Regions from separate parts of the Mus musculus genome. Here regions 1, 2, 3 and 4 are each linked to region 5. The links are chromatin contacts, called in public promoter capture Hi-C maps. All regions are on one chromosome and are shown on one strand. Each heading gives the region's core, a stretch centred on a gene start, on an enhancer-like site or on the middle of the called end of the contact. The rest is flanking DNA. Distances are from core to core; before and after follow the strand shown.

Evidence for each region. Promoter capture Hi-C pulls out the DNA fragments that hold promoters and counts their contacts. Capture Hi-C pulls out chosen DNA fragments and counts their contacts.
Region 1: a promoter capture Hi-C map of liver shows a contact between it and region 5, with 3 times the contacts expected there. The contact joins the promoter of Ccdc174 here to the promoter of Txnrd3 in region 5.
Region 2: a promoter capture Hi-C map of hematopoietic stem and progenitor cells shows a contact between it and region 5, with 5 times the contacts expected there. The contact joins the promoter of Mrps25 here to the promoter of Txnrd3 in region 5. A contact is called at or near these places in 2 of 39 promoter capture datasets (hematopoietic stem and progenitor cells and pre-B cells).
Region 3: a contact with region 5 is called in a promoter capture Hi-C map of pre-B cells, with 2.5 times the contacts expected there. The contact joins the promoter of Rbsn here to the promoter of Txnrd3 in region 5. A contact is called at or near these places in 1 of 39 promoter capture datasets (pre-B cells) and 2 of 484 Hi-C or Micro-C datasets (CD4 T cells and hematopoietic stem and progenitor cells).
Region 4: a contact with region 5 is called in a promoter capture Hi-C map of pre-B cells, with 6 times the contacts expected there. The contact joins the promoter of Nr2c2 here to the promoter of Txnrd3 in region 5. A contact is called at or near these places in 2 of 39 promoter capture datasets (liver and pre-B cells), 3 of 484 Hi-C or Micro-C datasets (B cells, CD4 T cells and muscle stem cells) and 1 of 115 datasets of contacts at active chromatin or transcription factors (thymic regulatory T cells).

Annotation. Positions count from the first base shown.
Region 1 is chr6:91,876,645-91,879,344 of GRCm38.p6, forward strand. Ccdc174 (coiled-coil domain containing 174) reads left to right here and starts at 1,409. Exons shown (of 11, transcript NM_172730.2): 1 at 1,409-1,542. The coding sequence starts at 1,501.
Region 2 is chr6:92,182,692-92,185,391 of GRCm38.p6, forward strand. It overlaps Mrps25 (mitochondrial ribosomal protein S25), which reads right to left and starts at 1,332. Exons shown (of 4, transcript NM_025578.4): 1 at 1,149-1,332. The coding sequence starts at 1,282.
Region 3 is chr6:92,213,600-92,216,299 of GRCm38.p6, forward strand. It overlaps Rbsn (rabenosyn, RAB effector), which reads right to left and starts at 1,271. Exons shown (of 12, transcript NM_030081.3): 1 at 1,112-1,271.
Region 4 is chr6:92,090,988-92,093,687 of GRCm38.p6, forward strand. Nr2c2 (nuclear receptor subfamily 2, group C, member 2) reads left to right here and starts at 1,446. Exons shown (of 15, transcript NM_001347342.1): 1 at 1,446-1,827.
Region 5 is chr6:89,642,629-89,645,328 of GRCm38.p6, forward strand. It overlaps Txnrd3 (thioredoxin reductase 3), which reads left to right and starts at 1,360. Exons shown (of 16, transcript NM_001178058.1): 1 at 1,360-1,774. The coding sequence starts at 1,505.

The DNA of each region.
Region 1 (2,700 bases), core at 159-2,658, 2.2 Mb after region 5:
TTTTTTTCTGATTTTTTGAGACAGGGTTTCTCTGTGTAGCCCTGGCTGTCCTGGAACTTATGCTGTAGATCAGGCTGGCCTTGAACTCAGAAATTCGCCTGCATCTGCCTCCCAACTGCAGGGGGCGGGGGGGGGGGAGGATATCTTAAAATTATTTCACTTACAACTTCTTTTTACCCAGTATTATTTTCATGACTTGAGGTATATATGGATACTTTAAAAATTACTTTAAAACAATTTGGCGCACACACACACACACACATATGTATATGTATATATATATATATATATATATATATATATATTCACCATTTATTAAAGATGAAAAACAATTTGTATCCTAATGACATGAATGTGCTTGTTTCAACAAAAGGAATTAAATATTGGCTAAACATTTGATACTGTAGGTCACAGAGCATCTTCAGTGCTTTTCAGAGTTGATTGTTTTGACTTTATCATCATCAATGTGGAGAACACTGCTTTGCAAAGATACAGCAAATTCATGTTTAGGGCCATTTCAGAAATTGTTGGAAATTTTGTCCTAAATCCCAGGTCAAAATTCTTTTAATTCTTTAGCAATTCAAATAGTAATTTCAAAATTAGAGTATTCTGGGGGCTGGTTGTGGTGGCACACAGCTTCAATCCCAGCATAAGGGAGGAAGAGGTAAGCAGGTATCTTTGAGTACAAGGCTAGCATGGTCTACAAAGCAAGTTCCAGGCAGCCAGGAGTACCCAGTGACCCCCAAATGAATGTATGAATGAATAGTTAAAATTCAAATATTCTGTTGGGCATAGTGGCTCACACATGTAATCCTAGCATTTAGGGGGCAGAGGCAGGAGGGCTGTTGCAAATTTGAGGCTAGCCAAGTCTACATAGAGAGTTTGAGGCCAGGTGGCTGTACAGTAAGACCCCATCTCAAAAAAAAAAAAAAAAAAAGCCTAAAAAGCAAAACAACAAACAAAACCAACAAAACAAATCACAAAACACCAAAAAAAAAAAACCAACATAAAACGAGTGTTTCTCATAGCCCATTCTTAAACAATAATTCCCACCACTACCAGTTTCATTAAATTCCTTTTGTTTTCATGTTGGAGACAGGAGTTTACTTAGCTCTCTTCATACGCTGCTATTCTTTTCCATCATCTAAGACTCTCCAGTCAATATAGTGTGTGTTGCAATGAAAGCTATCTTCCTTCCTTCTCTAGACGGCGACAATACTAGTCATTTTCACCTCACTTTCTGCTCTCTTCAAGATGGCCAATTGCGATCAATTCCAACCCTCTGACCTTCTCAAAATGACGACGTAGCGACTAGGGACCTCATACTGACGCTTTCAAGATGGCGCCGAGGTCGTAAATCCAAGTCGCAAAATGACGCAAACTCAGCGTCCCTATCAAAGACACTTCCGGTTCTGCTGCCGGGTGGGGGTGGCGGACTCGTAGGGTCTGACTGAGGCCACAGGGAGGCTGCGTCTTGGGACTGGACGCCTTGGCGGGACGATGGACCGAAAGAAAAAGCCTTTGGACGTTACAGCCTCCTCGGTGAGTACAAGTGTGGCTTAGCTCCGTGCTCCGCGTTCCCTCCGCCTGTCTCAGTCGAGAATGGTGACCTAGTTGTTGTCCCACGCAAGTCAGGGGCCTGGACTGCCCATCTGACAAGGATCCTGACCGACCCTTTCCCCGCAGAGACCCTCCTCAGCTTCCTTACTCACAGGATCCTGAACTCGGCTCCGCCAGGCGCCTGGGCTCCGTTCCCCTCGAACCCAGGCGGGTCTCGGACGCCATCCTCCCAGGGATCTCAGGGCGCATCCTGCGGGTCAGCCGCCGCCACAGCCGGCTCTCTGTCCGCAGGGACTTGGAGGACGAGCCCTTCCTGGGTTCTCCACTAGTCCAAAGCCCTTCTCGAGCACTGGGATATGATTTGTCTTCCCAGGGCTCCCAGGGTCCCCCCCAGCAGGATCCAGACAAGTTAGCTAGTGCCTTGTGGGATGGGGTACCCGGGCCAGTAAGGTCTGACAGGATGTAAGGAGTTTTGCTAACTTAACCACTCTCAGCAGAAAACTTGTAAACACTGTACACATTTTGTGTCCGTGCTTCATATGTGTGCTGCCATCGAGTCCTCAGAAGTGCTTTTGAGTGTAGGTGGTATTAATTGTCACTCTTAATGGATAATGAAGTTGACACCCAAAGGTGAATCCCGTTTTCCTCAATGTACACACAGATTTGTTGTGTGAGAAGCCAGGCTCAGTTTGATTGACTGCAAAATGGTGCCTTTTCTGATTGTTCAAAACATCTAATGTATCAAATTTTTTGTTGGAATTTGTTTTTTAATATAGAAAAATTGGTCTTAGTAATCATGTTTGCTTGGATTCAGTGCTTGCAAACTGAATTAATCAGGAAGTATATGCGCATGCGCTTAACTTTAGCACATAAGTGTCAGAGACAAGTGGACAGAGGCCACTGTAAGTCAGAGGCCAGCCTGAGCTACATAGTTCCAGTATAGCCAGAGCTACACAGTGAGACCCTGTCTTTAAAAACCAAACCAAAGTTAACTTGTCTGGAGGATAATGTTTTTAATAATTATAACACAAACGAAGTCCCGGAATTGATTGGTCATTTTGTGATTCAGATGTAGTTGTAGAATAGAAAGATATATAGCTAGGTAATTGATACATTTACAAAGTTAAAATCCTCCTCTTC
Region 2 (2,700 bases), core at 82-2,581, 2.5 Mb after region 5:
TACTGACCAGCCTAGCTGAATCCATGAAGCCCAGGCTGAGAGACCCTATTTCAAAAAGAAACCAAGTCAGCCAGCTCCTTAGAAACATTATCTTTGGTTGAATGCTAATGTATCCACACATACACAAACACAGGGTCGGGTGGGGTGGAGACCTTTAAGTAATTACATCAACACAAAACTTGAAAAAGTGAAAGAACTGCTTCTGGGGAGGAAACACTGCCCTGAAAGCTCCACAGCACACCACCCAAAAGCTTGAAGGCAGAACTTGTCAGCAAGTCTCTGTCTTCCCATCCCAAAGCACAGAGCCTTGTGCCCACAAACCAGATAGATATAGATGCACCTACTGGATCAAATGGGCACAAGGTCAGCACCTGTTGCACTCTGCCAGGCACTTTATTCTCCAGCAACCCCACACCACCACCAACACACTGATGTTGTGGTGTTCCGCCTAGGAAAAATGCTGTCAGAAGTTGAGAGAACTTGTGTGATCCCAAGGTCATACAACTAGTTAAGAGGCCTTTGCATATGCATAAACTCCTGACAAGTGGGGAGTAGAGCCCGAACCCTCTGGTCCACCGAGAGGGTTCCAGAGAGCCCTCACCCCAGCAGATCCCAGGCTAGCAAATCTTAGGTCTTGGGGGTCAACTTGACCAGAGAAAATGGCTTGAAGGCGGCTTCTGGCTCTCATGAAGTCAAGGTCTTTGCCACAGGGGCCACTCTCCACCTTGAAAATTATTCTCTTCTCTCTTTCTGATCCGTTCTACAAATCCACTTCTATCTACAGTCATGTTTATCCCGTACTGTGGAAAATCCCAGTACTGAACCCAGCGTTTTGGGCGCTCAATAAATGTGCAGTAAGTTCGGAAGGGTCCAAAGCATTGCTCAGAGATGATAAACGGGTCAATGAAACCTTTCATTCATCAAGTGTCCTAAGCAGCAGCAAGCCATGCTGTGCACAGGTGCGGAAACTTACTACTCCGCTCCCAAGGCGTTCCCCGCGCCACAGCCTCGCACAAGGGGCCAGCCTTCCAGCCGCAACCCATCCCTCCGGTGGAGGAGCACTCGGGTTTCTATCGGGGATCAGTCGGGATGCCCTCCACTGCCTCAGCTTCTTTCACTGAACCCCGAGGGCTGTGACCCACACTGACCTGGCGCCTTCGCCCAGTTCCCCATACGTGTTGTAGTTCACGGTCATGATCTTCACAGACTCCTTGAATACCACGTCCCCGCGACCCAGGTACTGCAGCGTACGGCGGATCGGGAAGCGACCCTTCATCGGCATGGTGGAAGTCAGGAACTCCTCAAGCCGCGGACCAGCGCGGCTCCGGGAATCTTGGGAGGCACTTCCCGGCGGCCAGCGCGGCCGCGGGGCAGCCTGGGACTCGTAGTTTGGGCCCGGGCTCGCAGCCGCCTCAGCGTTGGGAATCAACCTGTCGTTTTTGTCTTCACAGAAACCAATTATCTTCTCCCAAGATCTCCAGTTCTGAAGTGAAGAGCTTGACGGAAAAGTCGCTGTTGATTCAAAGGGAAAACTTATTTGCAAAGGAGGAAAGAGTGGCTTGCTCTGGCGCGTCAGGGTCTGCCTCAAAGGACTCTGCTTAGAGGAGGGGGTCGTTCGCTTGTTAAGAGTGGTTGTGACAGATATGACAAGTCAACAATCAACATGTCACTCTGCGCTGCATTTTTTTTTTTAGGATTTATTTTTACCTTACTGTTTTGCTTGTGTGTTGTGGCTGTGCACCACATACACGCAGTGCCCGCAGAGGCTGGAAGAGGGCGTTGGGTCCCCTGAAATTGACCTTACAGAGCTGTGAACTGCCATGTGGGACCTCTAAAAGAGCAGCAAGTGCACTGAACTGCTAAGCCATTTTTCCAGCCCCACTGTAATTTTTAATCGCTGTTTATGGCTGAAATTAATTTTTCTATAGGATTCTCAAGATTTTTTCCCTTTGTAATTATGTAAATTTTCAACTGACTTCCCAGGCTTCATAGATGAACTGTCTACTGATAAGCCCATTAGAGCATTTTTCATCTGTTAATCTTTTATTCTAGTATTTTTTTTTCAAAACTTAAGTGTTCTTTCCTCTGCTCAAATAATCCAACAATTCTAGACATGTCCTGTGCACACATGAAGGCTGGGGGAAAAGTGTCCTGCTGTGTTTCTGTTCTCTTAGTAAGCTCCAGCAATTGGGATTGTAACCCACACTTCTGGGGTTACAGGCACAGATGATCTCACCTAGATTTTTACATGGATCCTGGGATCAGAACTCAGACCCTCAAGTACTCTTACCCACCGAGCCATCTCCCCAGCTACCAAATTGTAAATTGTTTTAGTTTTTTTTTTTTTACTTTATGTCTATATTTTTTAAAAGATTTATTAATTTTATTTATGAGTACACTGTAGCTGTCTTCAGACACACCAGAAGAGGGCATCGGATTCCATTACAGATGGTTGTGAGCCACTATGTGGGTTCTGGGAATTGAACTCAGGACCTCTGGAAGAACAGTCAGTGCTCTAAACCACTGAGCCATCTCTCCAGCCCCTATGTATGAGTGTTTTGCCTGCATATATGTGAACACATCACTAATAAGCTTCAGCTATAACTACATGTCTGAAGAGGAAGGTAAGCTTCTAGAGCATACCCTTGAGAGTGCAGCAGGCGGCTGCAGGGTATCTAATCACACTGTGAGCCCCACAAT
Region 3 (2,700 bases), core at 21-2,520, 2.6 Mb after region 5:
TTTCTGTCTTATTGGACTACAGCAAAGTCACTGTTGATGTGACCCTGAAAGACTCCTAACCATTGAGAACAAGGATAAAATCATTTCACAGAAGCAAAGAAATCTGTTTCCAAGACTTTAGAGGCCACATATCACAGCACAGAGTGGGAGTTTGTGTAGCTAGAATTGTGGTGTGCTGCAGAGGGCACAGAGGAGGGTACCATCTGGTCCTCAAAGGTGAAGGGTGACAGCAACTCAGAAAATAAATTAAACAGGACGCTAGGTGCCTGTTATTTCCTTTAATTAAGAAATTTGACAGGCGTGGGAGGCAGAAGCAGACAGATACCTGTGAGTTTGAGGCCAGCCTGGTTTACATGTCAAGTTCCAGGCCAGACATAGATACATAGTGAGACCCTTGTCTTGAGATTAAATAAATAAATCGAGAGACTACACACATGCAGACCCATCCCGGAAAGCATCTGAGGCATCACTTAAACAGCCAGCCTCAGGTCCGACCGGTTCTCTCCCCAGCCAGTGGCTGACAGGATCCTCTGGGTGTGACAGCTGCCTCCTCCCCGCCTGCAACTCATCCTGAAGAAAAAGTCAAACAGAAGTCGTCCCCGTGCACCCTGGCCACACATCGCAGCTCAGTTCTCACCCTGGAGAAACGCCCCTTACTCAAGGCAGGCTCCCTCCAGGATGCCTTCACAGCAGCTGCCTGGGGTGCCATAGCCTATACACAAGTGAAGTGACTAACACAAGACAGCAGCCGGGAAGGAGAGCCTGGGATTTTCGCCATCACCACGAGAACTCGGAGAGCGGGATAATAGGGTTCCGCGAATGAAGTGGGGGACCTTAACATAAAGTCACTTAATTAGGTGCCACCACAAACCACCGCAATTGATGCCGCAACCAGAAGGCCAGTTGTGCAAACTCTCGCCTCCAGACTGGATTGAAAAACCCAGCCGGGGGGCTCTGTAGAGATCCGCACGGCCACGCGCACCCGCGGGACGCGACTCTGCGGGACATCACGCAACACGTCACGGCGCGGGCAGAGACCCGCGCGGCGCCGAGGCCCGCAAAGCCTCATCTCCCGACCGCATCGTCATCTCAAACCACACGTCACACCCACCTCAGCCACCGCCGCGCTCTCTGCGACACCCTTTCTCACTCCCTGCGGCTTCCGACAGGCAGTCGGCAGCCTGCCTTTCCACCTCGGGTTCTGACTGCCGGCCTACGAGGTTCCTCAGAGACCAGTGGCAGCCATCGCCATCAGTGGCTCGGCGCTCGACAGGCGCGCCGGGCAGAAACCGGAAGACAGACTGACACGCGGCGGTCGAGCGCCGAGTCCTCGAGCGCACTGAACCTGGAAGAGGATGCTGCGCAGGCGCTGCCGCAACGGGGCGGGCCCAGTAGGAGGAGGTAAACTGCGAAGTTCTCTCAGGTCCTAGCAACACATCGATGTGAAACCCTACACTCGCCCTTCACTCACCCTATAGGTGGGGAAACTGAGACTTTGGCTCTTAAATAATGTGCCTGCAGCGCTAACATTATTTAGAGACCGTTAAAAAGTTTCTGAGATTTTTGCATAAATGCCTTAATACAGCGGTTGTTCTTCCAAAGGACCCAGGTTTGAAAAACTGCTTGTCTGCTACCTATATGCTCTCTTCTGGAGTCCATGGGCACTGCACATGTGGTGCACAGACATGCAGGCAAAACACACATACAAAATTTTGTTTTTTTACTTTTTTGTTGTTGTTGTTAAAAAAAAGTTTCTGAGTGCGAGAGACTAAGTTATGTTCAGCACATTGAGGAGACAGAAAGACGTGGAAATTGAGCCAAAGAAAGTAGAGACGTTGAGGAGTCGTGTCAGGGATTGGAAGTTGGCTCAATTGATCCTGGTTGGGACTCAATTTCCACCACACACCCATGCCTGTAACACCAATACTCTAAGGATGGAGGCAGGAGGACCAAAAATTTAAGTTAATTTTCAATTACATAGCAAGTTCAAGGCCATACTGGGATACATGAAACTCCATCTCAAAAAAGCATAAAAAAGTATGAGGGTAGCTAGATCTCTGCAAAATAAGTGGCATTTATGTATGAGTCAGGGTTCTCTAGAGTCACAGAACTCTATAGTCTATATAGTAAGGGAATTGGTGGATGACTTACAGTCTGTAGTCCAATTCCCAACAATGGTCAGCAGCAGCTGTGAATGGAAGTCCAAGGATCTAGCAGTCACTCAGTCCCACAAGGCAAGCAGTTGAAGAAGAGAGTGTCAATCTTCCTTCTTCCAATGTCCTTATATAGGTCTCCAGCAAAAGGTGTGGCCCAGATTAAAGGTGTCTGCCACCACACCTTTAATCCCAGATAACCTTGACTTGGAGATCTTCCTGTCTTAATCTTCTGGAATTCATAGCCACTGTGCCTCAAGATCTCCATGCCAAGATTCAGGTCAGAAACTTCTATCTCAGCCTCCAGATTAGGATCACTGGTGAGCCTCCCAATTCTGGATTGTAGTTCATCCAGATATAGTCAAGTTGACAACCAGGAATAGCCCCTGCAATTTACAAAAGACAGTATGGCAGATCAGTCATGTCTGAACCTAGCTGTACCATGCAACAACCACAGGGTACAGAGACAGACCCATCTGTTATTGAGGTCTGTTTGCTTTATAGCCAGCACACCATCTAGACTGCAGTAACCTGGGCCCCAGAAGTG
Region 4 (2,700 bases), core at 196-2,695, 2.4 Mb after region 5:
TGCAATCAGTGCGTGCCAAAGCTGCTTTTCTCAAATCGCGAAGGAGAGGGGCACGGGACTGCACAAGTCTGGGCTCCAAGGCTAAGCACCTGTTTTAAAAATGGGCCTGGGGCATCTGCACACTTGCCTGGTCCGGCCAGAGGCATGCACATCCTCGGAGCTTTAAAACAGAAAGCTACCATCCATCCCAAGGAAGGTACCGGGAGCTCAGTGCACTCCCAGGACACCGCTCGCTTGCAACATCTCGGCGCGGCGCCAGGCAAGGGCCCGCTTCTCCAGCCTGCAAGCGGTGCCTACGGGATCGGCCGCACCTGCCCGGCCCAGGCCTGCGGGCCTCAGCTCCGGCGGCGGCCGCAGCGGCAGCGGCGGCGTTCCGGTGCGCGCGCGCGCTCAGCCAATCGCGTGCTCGCCCGCCCCCCGCCGCCGCGGTGAGGCTGGCGCCGGGAAGAGGAAGAGGAACATTCGCCCTCCTCCTCCCAGCGCGCGGGCGGCGGCGGCAGCGGCACCGGGGTCACGAACTCTGACCTTTCACTGACAAAAACAATAACAAAGCGCGGTCCCTCCGCGACCCCGGCGGTGCCAGGGCCCAGCCCGCCGCCCCGCTCCGCACCGGCCCGCCGCGGCGTCCCGGCCGCCCGAGCCCCCGGGCTCCTGCCCTCCGGCGCCTGCCCGGCCCGCGCCCTGCCCTCCTAGCCGGGGGCGCCGGCCGCAGACACGGGATCTGCTCCGCGGTTGTGGTGGCGCCCGACCCTGAGGTAAGAGCAAGCCCGCCGGGCCAAGCCGCGGCGCGGCGCGGCGCAGCGCGGCACGGCGGAGGAGGGCAGGCCTGCGCCGCCATGGAGGCCGCGGAGGCTGAACGCGGCCTTTTACCTTTGCCACGGGGCGGTGGCGGCGGCAGCAGCGGGCGCTTTGCATAGTGGGCCGGGCCGCACCCTTCCCTCCCCTCTCTTCCACTCCCCTCCCCTCCCGCGGCCGAGCCCGGCGAGCCGCTGTCCTGACCGGGCCGGCCGCGCGCCGCGGGGGCGGAGAGGGGGACTGTCCGCGGCCCCGCCTCACGCCTGGCCCTCCGCCAGCGCCGCCATCTTGTCCCCGCGGCGCCGGCCAGGCTCCCCTCGGCGCGCGCCCGGCCTGCCCGCTTCTTCCTGTGTTCCCCGCTCCTCACCCCAGCACTCCCCGCCTGCCGTTGGCTGCCACCCTGGCCCAACCGCCGTTTTTCCGGACTAGGAGGGTGGAAGGGGAGGGAGGGAGGCGTGGGCAGGGCACGACCTCCTGAGTGACGGCCGGGCTGGCCAATCGTTCCCCCTTATAGGAGGGCCACGGCCTGCGGCACCGCCCCCGGGGCTGTGCTGGTTGGTCCAGGTGGGAGAGGGAGGTCCCGGGGGCCGCTAGTGCGGGGTGTGAGGCCGGGCGGGCCAGCCTCTGAGGAACTTGGTGGGTCTCGGGCTGGGAAGCTGGTGATGCTTTTTGAACCCATGGCGCGGCCAGAAGGGAAGAGTTCGTCGGCACTTGGAGGCTCTCCGGGGTTCGCGCTTTCCTCACGACTCTGGACGGAGCCCCTCTGGCGGGCTCAATTTCAGTCCATGAAATTGGGACACCAGACGTTCTTGCCAAGCCTCGCCTCTCTCCTCAGCATTGTTTGAGGGACTGTTCTCTGAAAATGGAGTCCAAGCTACTCTGCCAGCCTCAAAAGTAATTTGCAAATGGTGGTGTTAGTTTTTTCGTCTTATTGTGGTGCTGGGGACGGCCCTGCCATTGAGTAACATCCCTAGTCCCAAAATGGTGATGTGGAAATATATAAGGAACCAACTGGAGTGGAAAACTTGTGAGGTGATTCTCTTTCCTACTTTCATTAAACACAGTTGTGCGTAGCTTTAGACACTAGGACACTACTTCCAGAGATTCAACTGACCTGGGCAAGGAGCCATTCTCCCCCCAGAATTTTGGATGCCGAGGGGATACAAAGGCTCAGAGAATGGTCAGAGAATGGAAGAAACTGGATGATGTGCTGAAGGAATCGTGAGGGCATTAATTTAATTGGATGGTGAGGAAGTCAGGCTTCACTGAATGTTTGAATAGATTTCAGGAAAAGAGCTGGGTTCTGGATAGCAAGCTTGAAGATGGGAAGGGAAGATTTTCCCACACTTTTTGTTGAGTAAATTGTTGCTGATACTATTGATAGCTAAGTGCTGCATATTTAATTGGTGCATTTTTACCCGAACTTGACAGTTGGGATAGCATGCCCAGCAATAAAATGTCCATTATACTAAGCAGGGAATTTGAATTGGACTTCAGTAGGCATTCTTTTAACATATTTATCTTTCCCAGAGATAAAATTGATTGATGCTATGAAGCTACTGAAAATCTCATTTATCAAAGTGGAAAACAAACTTTACAAAATATAATGTTAGCTTCCATTGGAAAGTCTGATGACTAAAATATTTGTGCATATAACATAGTAGGAAGGGCTGGCTAGCATGTAGGAAATCAAGTTTCATCCTTAGCACTGCATAAACTTATGTAGTGCTGCATATCTGTAATCCCAGTTACTGGGGCGGTGGAGGCAGATCAGAAGTTTCAGTGTCATTCTTGGCTACATAGAGTTTTAGGCCAGCCTGGGCTATAAGATCCGGTATCCAAAATAAAATATTTGAAATCAAACAATACCTTTTTAATAATATGAGCAGTCTCAGTTTTAATTCT
Region 5 (2,700 bases), core at 110-2,609:
CTGTTGAATGTACTTTTGAGATCATGTGAAATCATTCAGGTTAAAAAGGGTTGCAAGTGAAAAAGATTTGAGTTTTAGTAGGGTCTTCTAGGGTTCAAGGGTTGGTGATAACAAGTCTGGCTCAAATGTTTGAAGCAGCCCTGGTTGAGCCTGCCCTTCAGACAGGCACCAGATACACTGGCCATGCAGTTTTCCTCAAGGCCTCTGTGGAGTGGGCGTTCCAGACCACAGGTGCTAAGGATAGTCCAGCTAACTGACTAACAGTGGCCACTAATTAGAGTCCGTGCCTCTGCTCATTTACAGGAAGCTGAACTTCAGAAGGGCTGCTTACAGCAATAACTTTAAAACGTGAGCCCAGGGAGAGGGCTCAGTTGATAAAATGTTTGCATACCGCCTGTTCTTATTTGACCTTCTTTCCAAATGGTTCCTGTGTTGGGGATGGCTTGAGAATCCATTGTGCCCTAGTTATTTCCTGTTGCTGTGATAACAACACTAACCAAAAACAACTTAGAGGAAGAAAGGGTTTATTTGGGAAAAGTCCCAAGTCACACTCCATTATTGGGGGAAGTCAGAAAACCCAAGAAGGAGCAGAAGCTGACTGCTGCTCGTGGGCTTGCTCTCGATAGCTCACTCAGCATGCTCTCTTACCACCTAGGACCACCTGCCCAAGGGTGGCACCCCCTCCCCAGTGGGCCTGATGCCACCACATTTATCATTAATCAGAAAATATTCCACAGGCTTGCCTACAGGCCAATCTGAAGGAAGCATTTCCTCAGTTGAGTCTCTTTCCAGGTGACTCTAGTATGCTCCAAGTTGACAAAAACTAAGCAGTACACTGTCACAGTGAATTGCTGAGGGTGTGTGTGGGTTGAGGGGTTGGGGAGGTAGTAACCTAGGAACCTCATATTGAAACTGAATTGCAATAGTAATTTTTATTCAGCTTCAGTAGTGCAAATTAAAAAAGAATCAGTATTTCCTAGACAAGGTTTTTGTCACATTTTCTGAAATAAAGTGGAGACATCTACCCTTCCTGAAAAGCACCTATTTTGAGATTGGTGGAGAATCAGGAGCGGAAGGAACTGTAGAGAGGCCTCTGGGTGTCAAAAACTGTGGTAAAACGATAATGAAAACAGTAATTACAAGAAGAGCAGAGCATACAAGCTTGATTCCGCACCTTTGAAAATGGCAAGTGACTGCCACTGTGCCACTGGGTGGTAGACAGAGTAGTTTGCAGGCTCACCAGGCTGAGCTAAGGGGGCGTAGCTTAGCCCTGTGGAGGCCTGGAGGTGGGGCAAAGTTTTCCCGGGGGCGTGGCCGGTCGGTAGGCGGGCCCTCTCCGTGGGTCGCGCGGTCGGGGGCGTGGCCCCGTAGCTGTCCGGTGCGCCCGCGGCCAGTGCGTAGCGTTCTCAAGTTCTCAGCGGCTTTGCCGGCGTCGTCCCCTAGGCGGCCGCCCGCGTCCCGGTTCCTCAGCAGGCCCGGCTCGGCCCGGAGCGACAACAAAGCCCTGGAGAAGCCACCGTCCCCGCCGCCGCCTCCTCGGGCGCAGACCTCGCCCGGGCTGGGGAAGGTTGGAGTCCTCCCCAACCGCCGCCTGGGTGCTGTCCGTGGCGGCCTCATGTCGTCGCCACCCGGCCGCCGCGCCCGCCTGGCCTCCCCTGGGACCAGCCGCCCGTCTTCTGAGGCCCGCGAGGAGCTGCGGCGCCGCCTGCGGGACCTCATCGAGGGCAACAGGGTGATGATCTTCAGCAAGAGTTACTGTCCACACAGCACGCGGGTAGGCGGGGCCGGCCGTAGCAGAGCTCTGGGGCGTGGCCTGATGGGCAGGGTCTAAGCAATCCCGGTGGGAGGAGGGAAGTGAAGGTGAAGCCAGGACAGGGTGGGCCGGGCGGGGAGGAGCGTCGATAAAGAGGCTGGGTAAGTTTGTGAGCCGGATCTGGGGACTGATCAGAGGTCTGAGCAGTGAGCCGGGCGAACCCCGGGCTCAGTAGTTAGCGCCTGGTGGGCGGGGTCTGAGCAAGGTTGGTGGGTGGGGCGAAGCGGAGGTCTGTGGAGGGTGCTTGATGGGCGTAACCGGAATAGGGTCTGGGCGGGGCTCATTGGGCGGATTGGAACCGTGGAAGGGGGTCCTGGTGGGAGGGGCTAATAGGGAGGGTCTGAGTGGAACTCTGTGGGTGGGACCTAGTGTATGGGGGGTGGGGGGTAAGGGAGGGTTTGGGTGGAACTTAGTGGGCGGGCGGTCCTGCGCTGACATATGGGAGGTGGGCGGGGCCTGAAGGTGGACGGAGTAGGGCTTTTGTAGCACTTTCCCAGGTTTCATTGCCTACCTTCTCTGACTCACTACGGGGTCCCGGGAGGTTGCCATCTAGGGAAACATTTGCTTTCCAGCCTGATAATGGGCTTTAGTTAAAAAAAAAAAAAAAAGAACAACCAAAAAATATTTAAAATTGTTGTCTTATTAAAATAGGATTGCGTGGCTAGCTGAAGCTGGATCTAGATCCCATTTGTTAACTAGCATGTTTGGCTCCTTGACCAGGTTTCAGAACTAGCAGGGAGCTTGTAAGATGAAGGTAGAGGAGGTTTTAAGAACCATGGAAGTCGTGGCTAGTTTAAGCTCTGTTGCACACTCTGTAATTTGGGGCTGGGTGGGCATTCGACATTGTTTTCATATTATGAGATAAAAATATTCTTATTGAAATCTTT